Regions from separate parts of the Rattus norvegicus genome. Here region 2 is linked to region 1. Evidence: chromatin contacts called from public Hi-C data. All regions are on one chromosome and are shown on one strand. Each heading gives the region's core, a stretch centred on a gene start, on an enhancer-like site or on the middle of the called end of the contact. The rest is flanking DNA. Distances are from core to core; before and after follow the strand shown.

What was found. A called contact is a pair of places that touch in the nucleus more often than the background predicts.
Region 2: a contact with region 1 is called in a Hi-C map of Schwann cells, with 4 times the contacts expected there. The contact joins two enhancer-like sites. A contact is called at or near these places in 8 of 12 Hi-C or Micro-C datasets (Schwann cells, frontal cortex, hepatocytes and 4 more) and 1 of 1 datasets of contacts at active chromatin or transcription factors (oligodendrocytes).

Annotation. Positions count from the first base shown.
Region 1 is chr3:175,307,916-175,311,268 of GRCr8, reverse strand. All of the region lies in intron 1 of Sulf2 (sulfatase 2), which reads left to right. Among named protein-coding and RNA genes, the nearest start is that of Sulf2, 14 kb to the left of the region's middle. Within about 2 kb of position 1,663, at least 20 of the 93 cell types and tissues checked have an H3K27ac peak or open chromatin away from gene starts, as enhancers often do. A contact at or near this core is called in Schwann cells, where this site is marked.
Region 2 is chr3:175,600,382-175,603,734 of GRCr8, reverse strand. No RefSeq gene overlaps it. Among named protein-coding and RNA genes, the nearest start is that of Rnu6-760, 260 kb to the left of the region's middle. Within about 2 kb of position 1,689, at least 8 of the 93 cell types and tissues checked have an H3K27ac peak or open chromatin away from gene starts, as enhancers often do. A contact at or near this core is called in Schwann cells, where this site is marked.

The DNA of each region.
Region 1 (3,353 bases), core at 414-2,913:
CACCCACGCACAGTGGCTAGCACGCGCACACAGTAGGTACTCAGATCCTACACTTGGTGGCTAGCAAGTGGATACACACATACATAGTAGGTGCTCAAGAAAGATCTGGTGGCCTGGAAGAGGCCCTCACAGCTCTCTAACCAAGTCACAGAGGGGCCTCAGTGTCTGTGGGTTTAGAACGGACAGGCTTTTCCCTGTGTCCCGTCTCCCAAATCTAGGTCCTTCCTCCCACTTTTTTTTTCTTAAAGTTTTATTTATTTATTTTTTTATGTGCATTGATGTTTTGCCTGCATGTCTGGGTGAGGCTGCCATGTGGTTGCTGGGAGTTGAACCCAGGTCCCCTGGAAGAACAGCCAGTGCTCCTAACCACTGAGCCATCTTGCCAACCCCTTCCTCCTCTTTGAACATTTAATTTTTTAGTTACTCGTATGGGTGTGGGGCTTGTGTGTGTGAAGGCAGTGCCTACACAGGCATAAGGCATAGGATCCCTCGTGAGCGGCCCAGTGTAGGTGCTGGGAACCGAACTCACGCCTTCTGGAAGAGTATCATGTGCTCTGAACCACTGAGCCATCTCCAGCCCCAGGTCCTTCATCTGCGCCCATGTCCCCAACCGTAGGCAAAGGACACCGCAAACAGGAGTGTCTTTTCCCTAAAACAACCAGATAACACTGAAGCCTCTTGCAAGGCAAGCCTTCCTAGGGCTGCCTCTCCAGGTCACATCCCACGCTGTGTGAGGTTTGCTGAGCACCTTGACTCTTACAAACAAGGCGGGGGTGTTGGAAACAAAAGCAATGGAGAGAAATTAATGTTTTCCCGAACTTCAGATACAAAAGCTATTTCTGTCTTTCCCAGACCTGACTGGGGAGGTTCACTGTCAGGAAAGATTGGCAAGACAGCCTGGTACCCTACCCCAGCGTGCCTACGGCAGAGGCAGGCAGGTCACCGCTGGGTGGACGCAGGAAATTCCAGACCAGACAGTACCAGACAGCAAGATCCTTCTCCATCTGAAAACCAGAAACAACGTCTAGCCTGGTTGGCCCTGCCCGGCATGTATAGAGCCCAGCACTGCATAAACACCGAGTGGTGGTGCCTGCCTGCAATCCTATTGCTCAGGCAATGGGAACAGGAAGTTCAAGGTTACCCTTGGTGAGTTCAAGGCCAGCCTGGGCTATGTGAGACTTTACCCTTAACTCGCACCTGCCAACCCTTCTCGGCCTCCAGATCCTGGTATCATGGCTTTCGCCCTACTGAATCATACAAGAATTTAGAGATAACTGGGGACCTTCAGGTTACCCAGAGTTCCTTGGGCTCTGAGGAACCTCTGGAATGGGCATAAGACAAGCTTATGTTCCAACAGACAGGCAGCTCTCACTGCCCAGCAGGGCAGGGACACTGAGGTGATGGCCTGTGGGCCACCACACTATGTGTGTTTGAGGAGGGCCAAGGAGCCTGGTGTGTTCATCCATAGTGTGACCTTTAGTCACTCCATGGAGAGGCGAGGCTCGTGTCCTATGCCCTCAGACCAACCCGGCTACATCACACACATCAAGGGGATGAAGGGCAAGAATTCGAAGCCACTGAAGGGAACAAGCAGCTCCCTCAGTCACTGGACACCCAGCTTTGGAGCCCTCTCTTGGCCCCGCCCCGAGTCCGCCAGAAGCAGGACACATGCAGGCTCAGCAGCCAGCCTTGCTGGCCATGCCTACAAACAGAGCAGAGAACAGCCATTCTTCCTGAGTCTGACAAAAACAAGGGAGTTTGACTCATGTCCCAGAAGGGTCGGTGGGGAAACTGACCTTGATTAAAAGAGAGCAGAATGTGGGTGGCAGAGAGATAGCTCAGCGGTTAAGAGCACTGACTGCTTTTCCAGAGGTCCTGAGTTCAAATCCCAGCAACCACATAGTGGCTCACCATTGTCTGGTGTATCTGAAGACAGATACAGTGTGTGTGTACGAGATCGCACGTGCGCATGTGTGTGTGTGGCGGGGAGGGCAGAGAAACTCACAGCTGAAGGAGGAAATGGAATCTATTGAGCCTAAATGAGGGAACCAAGAAGCCAGCCTTCTTCCTCCAAGCTTAGCTAGAACAAGCCTCCTAATGTCACTGGCTTGTGCCACTTCTCAGAACTGGCCTCTTCCTGTGTTGGCTTCCTTTTCCACTCCACAGGTGGCAAGATAGTGACAGGACTCTGTTTTTGTAGAATGTGTTCCTCTTCCTGACCAGTCAGGCCAATGCACCTACACTCTGATTAGTGAGTCACTGAGGCAGGGGGATTGAACAACCCTGCTTGGTTCAGGTCTTGATCTCATGGTCTAACCTTAGACCTCTGTAGCTGCACCTAAACAAACATTCTGGACCAAAGGCAGGGAAAATGGATGCTCAAACGAAACCTAGGTGCTGTTGCTGGGTAGCCCAGAGCCAGCAGATGAGACTTGACAACGTTGACTGGGCCTTTGTTGCATACAAATCTACTTCTAAGGGTCCTTAGCCATTTCACCCTCTCAGCTCTATGCAGTGGATGCTGTCACTTCTCCCACTTTATAGATGGAGAGATACCAAGACCCTAAGAAATGACACGTCACCGATATCCAGTGGGCAGCAGAGCTGGTTCAAACCTGGGCAGTCAGTTCCAGATCACAGGGTACCCCACTCCTCTCAGGGTGCTCCCTGCTGCCTCGCCCCACCCACCCACCATTGTGGACTGCCCTGCTCACCCACCCTCCAGCCCCCCACCTGCTCTGTGGGAGCAGGGATTTGGGTGCAGCTTTCTCTGGGCACGCAGCCGATGTGCCGGTGTGTGACTGCTGGGGTCCCACAGTCTGTCCACCACCACTTCTTTGGCACACTGACGGTCTGGACACTCCACTTCCCAAGACTTTGCACGTGATGTCTCTAGCCTCTCTCTGAGCTCAAGCTGGGATCGAGGGTCTTGGTGCCATCTCCCATCCTGTCTGCTGCCCCCTCCTGGAGATTCCACTGGCTTCTAGTGTGTCAGCTTGTTAGAATGTCAGTACCACAAGGGCAGGGACTTTGCTTCACAGTACTGAGAACTGCGCCTGGCATACAGGCCTTCCAGAACGTTCTGGAGCCTCAATGTTTTTGCAGCTGGCTGTCATTCCTGCTGGAGCTTTGGGTCCACTTCTCCTTGTTTACTTCTTGCCCGAGTTACCTGCCCAGATGCTGAGCTCTGTGTTGAGATCAGGCCTCCACCCCCAAGCCCCTCAGAAGGGTTCTTTTGTCCCTGGCCTGTTTCAAGGCTGCCTTGGTTCTCCTGTTTCTAGCTAGAATCCCAGAAAAAGGCACCAGGGTGCCGAGGTCCTGAACCTAAGAAGAGGACAGGGGAAACTGACCCA
Region 2 (3,353 bases), core at 440-2,939, 290 kb before region 1:
GTTTTGATGAGAACATATTTTTTTCTTTTGGCATGTGCACGGGGGTGGTGTACATGTGTGTGTATGCGTTTTCTCATGAGCATGGGCACATGTGTGTTCATGTCCGTATGCACATGTGTGCATATGTATGTTGGTTGATATTGGGTATCCTCTACAACTCCCAATTATAGACAGGGCTGCTCACTGAGTTGCGAGGTCTCTGGTTCGGCTAGTCTAGCCTGCCAGCCTGCTCTAGGAATCTCCTCTCTCAGGCCCATAAGTGTTTGACTATCAGGCGGCTGCCACGTTTACTCAGTTTTTAAGTAGGTTTTAGGACCTGAATTCTAGTCTTCACACTTTTGTGGCCAGTCCCTGTCCACAGAGCCGTCCCCCACGCCCAGTAACATTCATTGATAGATAAAACTTTCACTTACGCTAAGGGGGAAAATTCAAAACTTGGGCGGTTATCCTGCGTTGTTAGGACCACGAGGAAATGTACGTTCCAGACAATTGCCGCCGGAAGCCAAATTGTGCTACACCAACAGGGGCCATCCCTGTGAAGTACAAGCGCTCTTGGTCTCCGTGCCAGCACTCTGGCTCCTGTGTCCTCCTCCTGTGGGTTCCCACGTCTAGATACTGACGACCAAGATCATACATCACAGCTTTGTTGGTGGGAACCATAGACAGAGACAATATGAACATCCCTCTGTGGGAGGCTGATTAAAAATAAAACTCAAACTAAACAAAGACAGTGGGATACGAGCGTCCTGTGGGAGCCTGAAACGGGGAAAGCGCAGATGGGGGGGGGGGGCGGTTTCATTATTTTTTGCGCATAGGCGAAGTGCCACGTGACATCAAGATGTGAAGCCGCTCATTGCGTTTTTGCTGCATGTAGTGCCATGTACAGCCAGTCGCAAAGCGACGCTCCCTGTTGTGTATGTATTCGCAGAACAAAGTAGGGCGGGGGATACACTGGAAAACTATCAGAGTGACCTACAGGGGGCAGCAGAGTCCTGGGGTCGGAGTAGCCTATTCTCTCTAATAAAGTTGTATCTGTTTTTAATGTGTGTGCTTGCACACCTGAATTTGGGTGCCCACAGATAACTGAAAGGACCCTTGGACCCCTGGAGCTGGAGTTACAGTGTGTTGTGAGCCTCCTGATGTGGACGCTGGGAACTGAACTTTAGTCCTCTGCAAGAGCGGTGAGCGCTCTTGACTGCTGAGCCCTCTCTCCAGCGCCAAATGTAACATTTCATAGCATTGTCTCTGTGGTTTGGTTTGGTTTTGTTTCCAGCCGGTGGGGTGTAGCTCAGGCTGTTTGCAAACTCCCAGTGTAACAGAGGATGACCTCAAATTCCTCTCATCCTCCTGTCTCTACTTCTCGACTACAGGAACTACAAGTGAGTGTCCCTGCACCCTGTTTATACAGTGCTGGGACATGAACAGTGTTTGTACATGCTCGGCAAGCACTCTACCAACTGCGAGCGCTAAGCTGCCTGAATGAATTGCCAAGCAAAAGCTGAGATGGGTGGTTTGTAACAACCATCTCTTTCAAGTTGAATCATGTTAGGGTCAAACAGTACTTGGAGTCTGTGGAGGTCGGGGCTGGGGAAGACCTTGTGGTTTTTCCGATCAGGATACATAGGACACAGCGACCACTCTTAGCCTCTGGTGCTGTCTGCTGCTGACCTTTTGATTGGATTCAGAACACCACCCAGGCAGCCTTGGAGAAGCAAGAGCCGAACCATTAAGACAACGATCTCATTGTGCTTCACAGAGATGACGGCCAGCCAGCTTATGGCTTTGTGTTCAGAAAGATGGCCGCTGAGCTGAGCTGGAAAACCGAGCCTAATAGGAGAGAGACAGAAACAGCAGCCAGGAACACAAACAGCGCTGAGAGACTTCAATCGCTGTGGGAAGCAAGGAGGTCAAGTTCATGCCTCCGCCCATCGTTTTTGACATCACCGTACTTTTACCGAGTGAGGGCGATTGGAAATGAGGTCTCTGTTCAAAGAAGCCACTGAGCAGGTAGCTCCACCTGGGGGTCTCTTAGCAACTCGTGCTGCCACCGTATGTCTTGGTGTTTGCATTTCGTACTAAGGCCCCCGGCTCCCTGCACATGTTGGAGCAAGCAAACTCTGTCTGTTTGGTCCTCAGACTGCAGGGCGAGTGCATGCTCTCATCTGGACTAGGTATGTTCAGTGTGGGTCTGTTTGCCTCTCTAATCACTAGGCTTACCTTTTTTCGTGTGTTGCCGAGGATGGAATCCAGGTCTTGCCACATGCTAGGCAAGTGCTCTGCACCCCTGGCTGTCTCCAACGTGGCCCAGTTTGAGCAATGGACCATCCGCTCACCCATAAGCTGTCGATATGGGTCAAGGATGGCAGAAGATGTGTGCTGCGAGGTGCTTTGTGACCTCCTAGTGCCTTTATCAATAGGAGGGCGAAGGATGTGGCTCACATATAAAGTGTTTGCTTTATAGCAACAAGGGACTAAGCTCAGCTCCACAGCACCCACTCAAAAGCCGTATGTGGTAGCCATGGCTACAATATAGTGGTGGGGGGTGGTTTGGGCAGAGACAAGAGGATCCCGGGAATGCACTGGCCAGCCAGCCTAGGTAATTGGCAAGCTCCACGTCAAGTGGAGGCCTTGTTTCATAAATACGGTGAAAACAACTGGGGAAGAGACCAGATGTCGACCTCTGGCCTCCACACGCACAGACACACACGTGTGCACGTAAGACCACTCCCTCGAGTGTTCTCTAATACATTCCTTCAGGACTGAACAAGGCTCCCGTGTGTCTCATCCTATCACCTTCACCCGACTGCAGATGCAAATCTCAATTCTAATGAGTCTAAGAGTCTGAGTGTGCGAGGCTTCGGGGCTTCTTGCAAATGCAGGCACTTCAAGGTGATCTCAGGGCTGACTGGCATCAATCTTAGGAAAATAATGAAACCTTCTTGGTGCAGCACAGATGCTTATAGGCTTCTCAGCAGGGGCAACAAATAAAAAGATATTTATTCAAAAAATGTGATGGTCCAGAAGGCTTCTGGGATGAGCGCGCTCTAGTTAGCGACTTCCTGGAGGATCTGTTAGCACAGAGAAATGGTATGACAACGTGGGAACTTGATGTCGCCCATGCAAATGAGGACAGAGCAGAAATATCTGTCACTCCTGCTGCGGCGGGGGGGGGGGCAGGGGGAGGGGGAGCAGATGGAAAGAGGACAGACAGACACACAACACAGGAGGCTGTTTACGATGAGGGCAACAGACGTGCGGTTTCTTGAGGCTTGTTTGCGTTTAGAGAGGCTCAGACGTTTGCTCATGAGCTCACGATATAGAAGACAAAGACCCAGGGCTAGATCCTAGTGGGC